Linked DNA regions of Ctenopharyngodon idella: region 2 is linked to region 1. Evidence: chromatin contacts called from public Hi-C data. All regions are on one chromosome and are shown on one strand. The core of a region is the stretch at or near the end of the contact, and the rest is flanking DNA. Distances in the headings are between cores, read along the strand shown.

Region 1 (6,309 bases), core at 2,313-4,812:
TGTTGCTTGCCAATAAATAGAGTTGTCAATTTATGATACATTCACATCTCTTAATTTTTTTATACTTAAACATTGTTGTTAAATAGATTACCTATTATTTATTTCAGTGATTGGTTTCGATGATCAGACAATACTGCTTCCAGTGATTGGTTATCCCCCAAAATCCTGATCCCTTAGTTCTCATTAATACTTTTGCCCCCGGTTTCACAGACAAGGCTTAACCTTGTCCCGGACTAAAATGAAAGTTTGAGCTGTTTTAACTGACAGCAACTTGTACTGACATATCTTAAAATGTCACTTTTATTGTTTTGTCTCAAGATGCACACCAGTAATGTTTTTTTTCAAAGGCACATTTATAAAAGCTACTTAAATGTCCTAACTGAACTAAAGACTAATCCTGGCTTAATCTAAGCCCTGTCTGTGAAACCAGGCCTTGGTGTTTTTTTTGTTGGTCATTTTTGTCAATTTAGGACTCAATTGGACTCAATTGTGCCTTGATGTCATGAAAGAAAGAAAAACATTTTTTTTTTTTTTTTTTTTTTTCACACAGCAACCAGTTGTAAATGTAACGTTATAACAAACATTGTAAATGTAAAACTAAATAAAAACCAACACAAATGCCTGGCTTGATGTTCTTAAGTTTGCATACCATATCGATGGCAAACCAGCACCAACAAATCAAAAGTGAAAACCAAATTTTTTCCATGTTATATTTTAATTAAATGTTTTATTTTGTTTAACAAAAACAGTACACGCGTGTTTTGCTTTTATGGTGCTATCAGTAAACACTCACCAGGCTGAAGTACTGAGATGCATCACCTAAAAAGGGCGTAAAAACAGAAATCCTAACAAATTAAAGGTGCAATAGGTGATTCTCTTCAGAAACATTTTTTGTTATGCTGATTGAAAGTCTCCTCTTATCCTGATAGCAATCACTGTTAAACGGTAAATGTATTTTTATAAATATATATCATCTGTGAAAGGTGTAGGACCATAAAATGTTCATTCAATCATTGTGTTCAGTCCAAACAGGTAAGTACATGGTATGATTCGATTCTGATGTAACGTATAATGTAGCATATGCAGTTTGTGTGCCTTTACTAATTAGCTCAACGACAGCAGGACCCAGCGTCTAATCGGGAACTGTTTTTGTTTTTAAAGTTAACGAGCAAACTACAACATCCACACCTTCGTAAGGCCACCACCACCACCAGATGTGTCAACGATTATTTGAGTCTTGCTACAAACAGTAAAACATCTTGTTTCCTCCAATTAAAATACCCTCAGCGTCTCAGTGTATTGTGCATGCCATCCTTAACACAAAAGATAGTTGTGCGTTGTTCCTTCGCTTGATATTCTGACGATGTTTACATTGTATTTTTGCTGAAATACTATCACCTTTCTGGTTATAAAGACAGTGATGTGGTTTATTTTGTGCTCAATGCTGCTAGTTATTCATCAGCTGTCACGTTAGAAATGTCCAACATATCCTTGCTGCATCTAATTCCGTTTTTAAAAAGTTGTTAACATTATTCTGTTATTCACTGTAAAGTTTTCTCACCAGCGAATGACATGATGTATATAACCCAATAACATTCATGTGTTTTGGACGCAGCGTGGCTTTGGACGGCTATTTGCAGGGAGGGTGGGACCTACGCTTTCAATGCTAGCAGGTTATAGTTAGCATTTTCCCAGATCACCTACTGCACCTTTAAAGGGTTAGTTCACCCAAAAATGAAATTTCTCTCATTAATTACTCACCCTCATGCGTTCCACACCCATAAGTCCTTTGTTCATCTTCGGAAAACAAATTAAGATATTTTTGATGAAATCCAAGATTTTTTTAATTTTTTTTTTATCCCCTATAGAAAGCAACGTAATTACCATCAAAGGTATTAAGGACATCGTTAAAATAGTCAATGTGATTACAGTGGTTCAACCTTAATGTAATGAAGCGACGAGAATACTTTTTGTGCGCAATAACAAAACAAAAATAACTTTTTGTATCTTCCCTTTAATTCTTCTACGCTATTTTCATTGCAGCACTTCCAGGTTCTGCGTAAGAACACCTACTCATTATTGGCCGGCTCCTGCCTCAGCATCATACGCATGCGTCGTGCTGCTCACGTGACCAGAGCCAGCCAATACTGAGCCGGCGTTCTGACGTAGAACCTGGAAGTGCTACAATGAAAACAGCTTAGAAGAATGAAAGGGGAGATATAAATTTGTTGAATACAGTTATTTTTGTTTTGTTATTGCACACAAAAAATATTCTCGTCGCTTCATTATATTAAGGTTGAACCGTTGTCACGTTGACAATTTTAACTTTGTTTTTACTACTTTTATGGACCTTGAATGTGATAATTTCGTTGCTTTCTATTGAGGAAAAATAAAAACCTCTTGGATTTCATCAAAAATATCTTAATTTGTGTTCCGAAGATGAACGAAGGTCTTACGGGTTTGAAACGGTAGAAGGCTGAGTAATTAATGACAGAAACTTCATTTCACTAACCCATTAAGCTCCAAGCCAAGAGCCTCGATTTTTTTTTTTTTTTAAGTCACATTAATGCAATCACCTTTTTATTCTTAACGCTTGATCTTATCTCTTCACTTCTAAATCAAAGCAGATCGTGCGCGTCGTTGTTTTATTTCTTATTATAAACAGTGTGAGAGAAACAGCATTAAGTTAAAATGTTCAATTCAACTTCCGACGTGCACGCGCAGACGCCTTGCCAGAATGTTCGGCCCACTTCCCCTGCTGCAACAGTAACCACAAACCAGTGAAGTGAAGTTACATTAGAAATGCAACTGCAAACACCATGTAGATGTCTTTTTTTTTAATTAAAAAAAAAAAAGAAGGAAAAAAAGTGTTCCCGAGTTCTTTTAACCCCAGGCGTGCGCGAGGAAGGCGTTTCTGTCTCGCGCGGAGATGGTGGACTACACTAACCCTTTTGCTCGTACAATTTTGAGTCTAAAAGCTACCATGACACCAACAACATGTATGCTGTCCGATAAATAGATGCATAAAACGTTCCAATGCACATTACATTTAACTGATTAAACCCAAAAATGGCCCTAAAATACGAGACACCGACTAGCCTTGTGGCTAATGCTGCAAAAGCATGGTCGCTCACTTCTCCATGTTGACCTGGATCCGTGTAGAAAACTACCAAAAATATCTCAGATATGACTAGATATCATTCAAGAGCAATTAGTTGTTTAAAGTACTCAAACATCTACCTGTTAATTATAAAAAAATAAACCACACTGCTCAATACATAACGTTAGTCAGTTCTATAGTTTATAACACAATCTGCATGCAGCGCCACTTACCTGTGAATTACGGAATTAAGGGCGAAATAACACCAAATGAGGTGGTTGAATGCAGATAGCGCAGCTTTAAGTGTCGACAAACGTTTGGAATATATCGACTGTGAAAAGAGTTTGCAATTATTTTATCGAGATTCCTTGGATGGTCAGACAAAGGTAACGCTACACGCAAGCTCCAGCAACCCGCCAATTCCGACGGAACGTGTTACGTGACTCTCTACGTACGCGGGTGGTGCATCCTGGGAGTTGTAGTTTTACGTGCGCAGTGTAAAAATTAACAGATGTTTGTTGTTCCTCGGTACCCTTCGAAAATGCCTCAAATATCCTAATGTTTGTTCAAGAATTTCGATATTTAAGTGCTTAAAACATTTTTCTTGATAATTGTAAAAACTGGAAAAACCAATGTGACATTCTGTAGAGATTTTGCAGGAACTTGTGAGATCATTCATTTGGTTCCTCAGATAACTGAACTTTTGTAATTGCCTAAAGATTTTCCACCAGAGGAACCTCAATGCCTCAAATATGGCTTTTCTCGGGACTGAACAACCTGGATATAATGTTATATTTAGTAAATTTATGAACATTGATATAACTAGGCCTATAGATTTTATCTGAGAAAAAGTATGTGGCTGTGTGAGATCTGACCAGATTTCATTAGCTGTTGACTGTTGGAAATGCAGGTAACTACATGGGCATTCAGTTGTATAAAGGCTGTGCTTATATTCTTATTTTGAATATATTCTAAACAGTATGTGAGAAATATTGAAAGCATTGAGGGTCCTTGGCATCAGAAAGTTTAAAGTCTGGATTTTGGCTCATGTTAAACTTTGGTACTGTTTGCAATCATTTCAAACTGCTATTGATGACATAAATAGCATCACACTTATGAATTTCTAGCTGCTATAGTGTAAATTGCTTTCAGAGAGCACCTTGCTGTCCTTGCAGCATTTGTATTGCACTCCTTAACAGATAAATGCATGTGCCATTCTGTGCGCATACGTTTTTTTTTTTTTTTTTTTTTTTTTAAATAAATCAAGGGCAAATACTTAAATAACTGAGTGAAACTGCCATTTTCCTTCTAAATCGTGTCTTAGTTACAGTGATAAACTGCAATGGTGCTCAGGTTGATGTGGTTCAAACCCAAAAGTGCGATTTGAAAAGACACCTGCTGAAGGATGGGAGTGAATTCTGGTTCAGACCAAGCAATTGAACCATGTGAAAACAGCCTGAAAGCCTGTCATTATCTCAGTGTTTGAGGTAAATATAGAGACAGAGATCTGCAATTGAATCCCAGACTGTTGCACAGTGGTGCACTTTGCCCCTCTGGACAAGAGCATGTGACCTTATAAACACAGGGAATAAGAAACAGCCTCTGTTATATCTTGTTTTGTCCTGTTGCAGTTCCATCTCTCTGGCCCATTTGCATGGCTGCAACCTTGTACTCCACAAATAGTGGCAGAAGACGCTGTGTATGTATGTGTGTGTGTGTGTGTGTGTGTGTGTGTGTGTGTGTGCACATGTCGGGTTAATGTAGAGGAAAAAGACCTGCTCAGAAATGAGTGGAGAACAAAAGAGAAGCATTAACAAAATTCATCATCTGTCTGAGTGTCGTGATTGAGTTAATTACCTCATTACTCAAACAAACCAGCCACACCATCCGCAAACAGAGGGTGATATTTATATTGTCTCATTCAGCGTCTGCAAGGGTGGGGATATGAAATTATAACTCTTCTGTCCTTTCTCTCCAAAAGATATTTATAAACTGATGCAAAAAAAACAAAAAATTGTCAAGAATTATTTGAAAATTCATACATACCGTGGTGTTGTGGCACAATGGCAGTCAATCTAGATTCTGCTAAAAAGAAATCAGAATACATTAATAATGAACTATGTAACTTACTCTTAATATATGGCTGATGGCCCCCATGGAACATACAGGACAGGACTCTTAATTTCATTAAAAACTTTACAATAGTAATATCTCAATGATCATCTGCTGACTTTTTTTTGTTATTTTGCTGGTGAGGTACAGACTGCAGTGAAATACAGTTTACTTACAATGGCCTTAAAATATGCTTAAAATGTCTGGATAGATAACAAAATATCAGATAAATGATAGACCTGAGTTTTCTCAGAACTTCACTTTTCTGAGAAATACTTTTAACTAACTGCTCAAGTCACACAATCAAATCAATAAATATGTCCCACTGAGTTTGACAAACTTAATAAATGACATTTATACATTATGTGATTTAGTCAGTGTCAACTCGAAATACATTATGGGGCCTCTGCATGCACTACTGTTCAAAAGTTCAGTTTTAATATTGAAAGAAATCTCTTATGCTCACCATTATCACCAAGGCTATATTTATTTGTTTACAGTAAAAACAGTAATATATGAAATATTAAGTAATTTTGATAGTATTATGTAATGTGCAATTTAAAATGGTAAATTATTACAAATTTAACTTATTAGAATATATTTGAAAACTATTAGGCTATATTGAATAGTATATATTGAAAAATATATATTTGAAAACAGATGCTTAATTTTTTTGTTTGAAACGATGCATTTTTTTCAGAAGTTCAAAAGAACAGCATTTATTTGTTATAGAATTAGAATGTGAATAGAATTCACATAAATATCTTTACTGCCACTTTCGATCAATTTGATGCTCCCTTGATTCATAAAATTATTGATTTCTTTCAAAAAATAAAACAAAGAAACTTACTAGCCATAAACTTTTTATGTTAATGTTGAGTTCAGGGTTCCTACACATTTTCCATGTAAAATTTCATAATTCAAATTTCCAAACTTCTCTGTAGATTTTTTTCAGACCATATTTAACATAAATGGTTCACAGCATTATTTTCAGCATTATATTTGGTATGTACAGTACAGTCATCTGTATTTTTTCCTTTGTTTTTTTCATTGGTTGATACATGTGCTTGCATGATGAGAAGCCTAAAATGCTTTAT
Region 2 (6,309 bases), core at 1,380-3,879, 280 kb after region 1:
GCCTTTCTATGACGGGGTCATTAAACTGTAAAGTGATTCACAAGTTTTGAACACCATAAAACAATAAAACCAACTATTGTCCCCCCTCTTCTCGTGCACACAGGAAATGCAATTCTAAACCTAAGTTTTTTTCGTACTCAGGCTTTATCTCACTTCCACAGACACACACAACGCGAGCTGACCGGGTTTACTGTCTACCAGGCTCACCTTGAGGTCGCATCCACGGGAACAGCTGTGTGGGCGACGGACTCTGTTCTGTGTTGTCCGTCTCGTCGCCGATGCCCCCCGTGGCGAGTTTGCAGTCGCTATACTGAACCAAGTCGGCATCTTGAGCACCGAAAAGTGTTTGCCTCTGGAGAGCATCATAACTGTAGAAGTTTCCCGGCTCGCCGTGACAAGTTACCGCACAGGGACTCTGCTGGTAAGGCGCTGCGGAGAGCGTGGATGCGCCGTGATGGTAAAACTCCTGAATCTGAGGGGCATGCTGGAAAGTGGCCCCGGTGCCTGGACCGTACACGACGGTGGGTCTCGTCCCTAGGTCTTGAGCAAATCCGCACTCGTAATAGTTCGGCCGCAGAGTGTCTCCACTTTTGTATTTAGTGAAGAGAGAGTTGACGAAATATGAGCTCATCTTTTGATGTTGTTGTTGGTGCTGATTTTGTACAAGAGTTTGCGTTTGAATGTCTTTATATCAGCGCTGTAGCTTCAGAGACTTGTCAGTTTCACAGTTACTGAGGTAACAAACAATGCAGCAGCGAAGCGTGGAGTTCCAATATCTGAACGGTTTGCGTTTGTACACCTTTGTTAAAACAACTTATCTAAAGCTTCCATAGGCATGTTCCCAGTGTAGAGTTCCAGCATCACAATCCCTGTGAATTCCGGTGCCAGTTCCCAACCAGTTTTCTATGATTTACTCGGCTGCAAACGAGTAGTTTCATATTTTGCGGTGTGTTTTCAGGATCATTTGCATCTTCTATCGGATCCTCGTTGCAATGGCTTCTCGCATCCCCACACGGACACCGCTCTGTGCGATTCTGATATGAAGGGAGCGGGAGAATGAAAAAGAGAGAAAAAGAGAAAGCGAGTGAGAGAGAGCTGAGAGGGATAGAGCGCGAGGTAGCAGGAGAGAGAAGGGGGGCCAAGGGAGAGAGAGGAGGGGAGAATATGCACATTAATATGTTCAAGCGGGTAAGTTAATGAGAAATCTGCCTCTTTGCATCAGATCAAGTGCATAGCCTCTGCCCCTCCCCCCACTCAACTTCTCCACTCCAAACCCCTTTGAAAGATTGATTTTTTGCATGTTCATCACAGACAACCTAAAGTGATGCGTATTTAGTCGTTAATTTCCAAATCTCTAACGAGGTCGAGTCTTTTTTTTTTTTAAATGTCAGGGTCGAGACGGACAATTTTAAAAGGTACACGATTTAATTGGTATCAGTTTAAACATATCATATAAACCTTGCTTAATTTTGCAAAAGCATCCTCTGCAGCGAGTGAAGCACGCGCATCGAAAATAAGCAAGATGGCCATATTTGATATTTTGATCAATGTATTTCCATTAATATATTTACAGAGATATGAGGATGTGGACATGGAGCTGCACGTCAGGTGTAATGGCAAATGTGGTTGTAAATGGTTTTACAAACTATAAAATGCAATAAACGCCCCTGCTGTTTGTTGTTGACGTGGTGCATCAAAAAGCTGTTAGGTTTTTATGAGGTTGCGCGACCAGTACTGTAAATGCTTCACTCCGAATTTTATACATGCAGAAATAGTAAGTCCTTTAATTGTCATTTTCGTTTTGTTTTCCGTTCAGTTTCCCAGTATTATTAGTACAAGTAAATCTGATTAACATTATCTAGAAAATCCAAGGGATGCATATAGTTTTCTAAAGGCAATAAAAACAAATAGCTGTACATAATTAAACAAACAATATATATTTACGTGTTCGTAACAGTTTAAAATGTTTCTGGATTCGTTATGATTTCGGGGAAAATTATAGAATTCTAATTATATAATTATTATTATAGAATTATATTTTTATCATATTTTCTAGAAAAAAAAATATTTGCAAATATTTAAAGTATCCTTAAATACTGAATCACCTATAACGCACAAAAAAGTTCTTTATTTTTCAAATCATGACATATGAACTAATGCTGCTGCTTGTCATTGTACAACTTCATTTGCGTCTATAATAAATTACTGTCGAGGATTTGAAAGCAATTTTGTATTAAATGTGATGAATTCTATTGCTTTATTTTGAATATGACGCGGACTATTTACATTTCAACACATAGATTATGTACAATGTTAATGTTTCTGTTACGGGTTAATGTTAAGCACATCTTGTTTTTACACTTATTAAACGTTTCTTCTCTTAAAAAAGACAATGAGTTCACCAAGCGTGAACCTCCCCGTTTGACTAGCAAAACTCGGAGGCTTTATTAAAACCTCCCTACAATTTCGCATGCTATAGGTTCGTATGTAAAATTCACAAAATAATGCAGACATTGTGTTGTGAACAGTAAATAATTAAATGAATTATGTAATTTACAGAACGTCACACTATTGTATGTTGTTGTACATTTTCTTGTTTCAGTGCAGTAGTGTTTTTGCTGTCAATAAAACATTTTATAACCCAAGTTTTGTGTGGTGATTTTATATTTTATTTAAATAATACATTTTAAATTATCACTGAAACATAACATCTCTACATTTTTGAGTCATATAAAAAAAATGGAGATTTAATTTATTTCAACATTGCTCCAATAATTCACAATAAGCCCAGCTGAAAACTTTTAATAACTATTTTGTTTAGGATTTTACATAATTACAAAAAAACATCTTGCTTATTGTATTAAAATTTGTATATCATAAAATTTAAAGATACATTTGTTAGTACTCAAAGAGAAAAAAAAAGGAAAAGAGAGTCTACTTGTTTCTCTGGATCTTTATCACATAGATTAAAAATCCTCTGAAGTTAATGATCTTCTTTTTTCCTTCAAAAGCTCCGCTGTGACAGAGCGAAATTCTGTGAACCTTACTTTAGTCAAGTGTAATACCGCACATGTCTGCAAATGTTTTGGCCCCAGTGTTTCCGGTTTGGGGGTGGAGGGTGGCCAGCCAGGCTCTTTTTGATGGACCAACATTGCCATCAAGCGGCAATTGTGTGTTACTCCATGAGCAAATTCAGCTGTAATGAGACGGAAGTTCAAAAGCTAATGGTTCTATAAACAACGGACATAAAAACAGAATGAGCGAATTAACAGCTCAGTAAGTGCAAATTCAATGATGTAAAGTACTTATTTTAATTCTCTATAACAAGGAATCCATTTAAAACCGACCCCTAGGATCTAGTCTTGTGTGTTTTTTCAACATATCTAGAAAAGTAATTCACATTGGGCTGGAACACTAACACTACCCAATTTTAAACCATAAAAAAAGAATGAAATAATGTCACGCTTCTTTCTTACCAATATTTCGCTAATATTTTTTAACTGTATTAGATTTATGATTTAGAATAAGGCTCAAACGTAGCATTCCGTCCGTGTGTGATATATGAGACTTTTTTTATTTGGGTTGCACTTGTTTTATTTATTTTTATGCACTACTATTACCACTATTAACTATACTACCAAGCGTGCTGCTATTACTACTACTACTAATAGCCTAATAATAATAATAATAATAATTTGTTGATTCTGCTACTTTTTAATTGTAATTACAGGCTACAGATTGTTAGAAAGAAAAATAATTTAATATTCAGGCCACGATGTAACATTCCATGCATAAATCCTTACTTTTCTTGGCTATTTGGGCTGCGTTCTTGTGCATTATTGTACCACCATCATCACTAAAATAATTAGTTTACTTCGAGTAATAATCATCATCATCATCATCTCGTTGACTTGCCTTTTGTTAGTTGTCAATACTGACAGGCTGTAAGCTTCCGACAACAGAGATTAAAAAAAAATCATTTTGTTTAAAAGAAAGAAAAAAGATTTGGGTTTTTATTCGAAAAGCTTTATTGCATTATTATTTACATCATTGATAATGCACACGACAACGAAACTACACATCACAAAATTACCATAATTCTTCACATATTATTACTATTTGACAACTATAATAAAGACAATAAACTTCTATAGAATCAAGAGAATGTAATGTAAAGGACGGTTCTGTATTAGTGATTTTTTTTTTTTTTTTTTTTTCTTTAGCAACCGGCCTTTGTTACCAAGACACAATCGGATGTGTGCCCACAAAATGGCGAAGTCGAGCCCGGTCCCAAAGGTTGTAAACAAATTAACGTTGGTCATCCCAGACGTCTCGCCAGAAATCCTTTTTGTGGCAGTTTATGGCCCGCTATAAGGCCTGTAGTGCGTTCGGAAATGGAACAAAGGGTGGGCGTCGATTGAATTGGACTCAGGGCTCTCATGTGGAAGTCCAGATCTCACCCATCCCGACCCCCTACTCTGTAAGGAATCTCTGGACGTCGAAAGAACAAACGCTGTACACAATAAACGACAAATGCGAGAAAAGAGAAGAAAAAAAAACAGACTCCCCCAACGGAGACGCAGTGTTTACGCAAATTATTTTGCCTCACAGTTATTAGAAGCTTGAAACGTTTTTCACGTTTTCTTTCTTTTTTTCTGGCGTAGTGTTTGCTTTACAGCCATTTAGTTCTTAACCTTCAGAAATTTATACCCTATAAAGTTTTATTACAGTCATATTATTTTATTGCGGCACACCACATTGAATTTCTTTCTCTTTTTTATGACAGTCGACTTCCCATTTCCTCCGAACATCGAGCGCACATCCTTTCTGCAGTTTGTTTCCTTTCAAAACACCAAAATAAAGGGCGTCAATGGTGTGGCAGGACTCAAAATAACTCTGCACCCACAGAATTATCAGGACAGACTTGCTGAATTAATATGTGACGAATGAGCATTCGTGCACACATCTGTGAACCAGGACAACTGGCAATGTCCTCAAAAATGTTTAATTGTTACAATCTGTTGAATGCCGCCTCCGTTCCGCTTTCAAATTTTCAATTCAGTTTGATAATAGGTAAGATCCTGGCTCTCTAAATCTAACGTCAAACCAGTTTACTTTTTATTTCACAATAAAATGCTCCAAAAATACTGTCAAATAAGATAACTGCATTTCACAGTGTTTCTCTTCACAGTGGGACTCTGGCCTTACTTTATTGACAATCTAGAACTTCAACCCATGCTGAAACATAGAGACCTACCTTATCCCTTTTAGTTTGCATAATTTATTATACATCGCCTCTGCCGGCAAAATATCCTTCTTGGTTCTTGATGCATAGCTTGCATCTGGAGGATGCGCTATTGCCAAATATAACACGATTAATATCACAGGGGAATCAAATAATACGTTAAAAAGAGAGCCAAAGCAAAGATGAGTCATGGTTATTCGCAGTAATTCTTCTTTCCACATATGAGCTGCACATTTCTTCATTTTGATTCAAGATGAACGCTTGAGCTCACGATAACATATTTACAACATATGTCTCTCATTATAAAATGCAGTAAACATCAAACCGGAGCACTACAGCATGTCGCTGAAGCGCAAAAGGACGAAATAAAGTTTGGGCTGGTTTGCAATCAAAAGCATAAAGGGCAATTATTGGAAATGATACCAAAGAGAGTTCAGTTTGTCACATGCTATAATAAAAAAGCAGAAAAGACTTTAATTTCACCATAATGTATGTAGCCTATGTGCATGTGTCTGGCTAGTATCGATAACACATTCATATCTCATGCATAGCCTCGTACATTTGACTTTCAGGTTTCGAGAGAGTTCTTGTTGCAACGATATGACATTGTGCGCTCATTTAGAAAACAAAAACCTTAAATTATAAATCATATTGTATTTGGTATCTTTCACCAACGTGCCTGTTTGTTGTGTCCATAGAAATGACAATACCTGTGTGTGGTCTATATGTAAACTTTTAATGAGTCCAGCATCAACAGTGCAATAGCACAGATTAACAACAAAACAATAACACAAAAAGAGACGGAGCAGTCCTGAACTAAAACAATTTAGACCTTGTGTTGCGAGTATGTCTTTGCATGTTATTCAAAATCTTGCGATGTTACTATTTGTGTTTTAATAAATGCACAGAAGCCACAAAACAAGCGTTAGAAAATAGCACAAGTGTTCCTGACTAGACGTGTCTCAAAGAAAATGGGAAACAGTTGCGTTAATGGCCACTAACATTTTAAGGAGTATCTGACATTTGAAGATAGACTCGCTCGATTTCAGTAAAGTCATATCACA

The links. A called contact is a pair of places that touch in the nucleus more often than the background predicts.
Region 2: a contact with region 1 is called in a Hi-C map of muscle, with 5 times the contacts expected there. The contact joins the promoter of hoxb8a here to the promoter of cbx1a in region 1. A contact is called at or near these places in 2 of 2 Hi-C or Micro-C datasets (both in muscle).

Annotation. Positions count from the first base shown.
Region 1 is chr3:21,833,341-21,839,649 of HZGC01, forward strand. It overlaps cbx1a (chromobox homolog 1a (HP1 beta homolog Drosophila)), which reads right to left and starts at 3,563. Exons shown (of 7, transcript XM_051886918.1): 1 at 3,334-3,563; 2 at 794-819. The coding sequence starts at 816.
Region 2 is chr3:22,114,011-22,120,319 of HZGC01, forward strand. It overlaps hoxb8a (homeobox B8a), which reads right to left and starts at 2,630. Exons shown (of 2, transcript XM_051887934.1): 1 at 208-2,630. The coding sequence starts at 631. hoxb9a (homeobox B9a) reads right to left here. Exons shown (of 2, transcript XM_051887931.1): 2 at 5,961-6,309.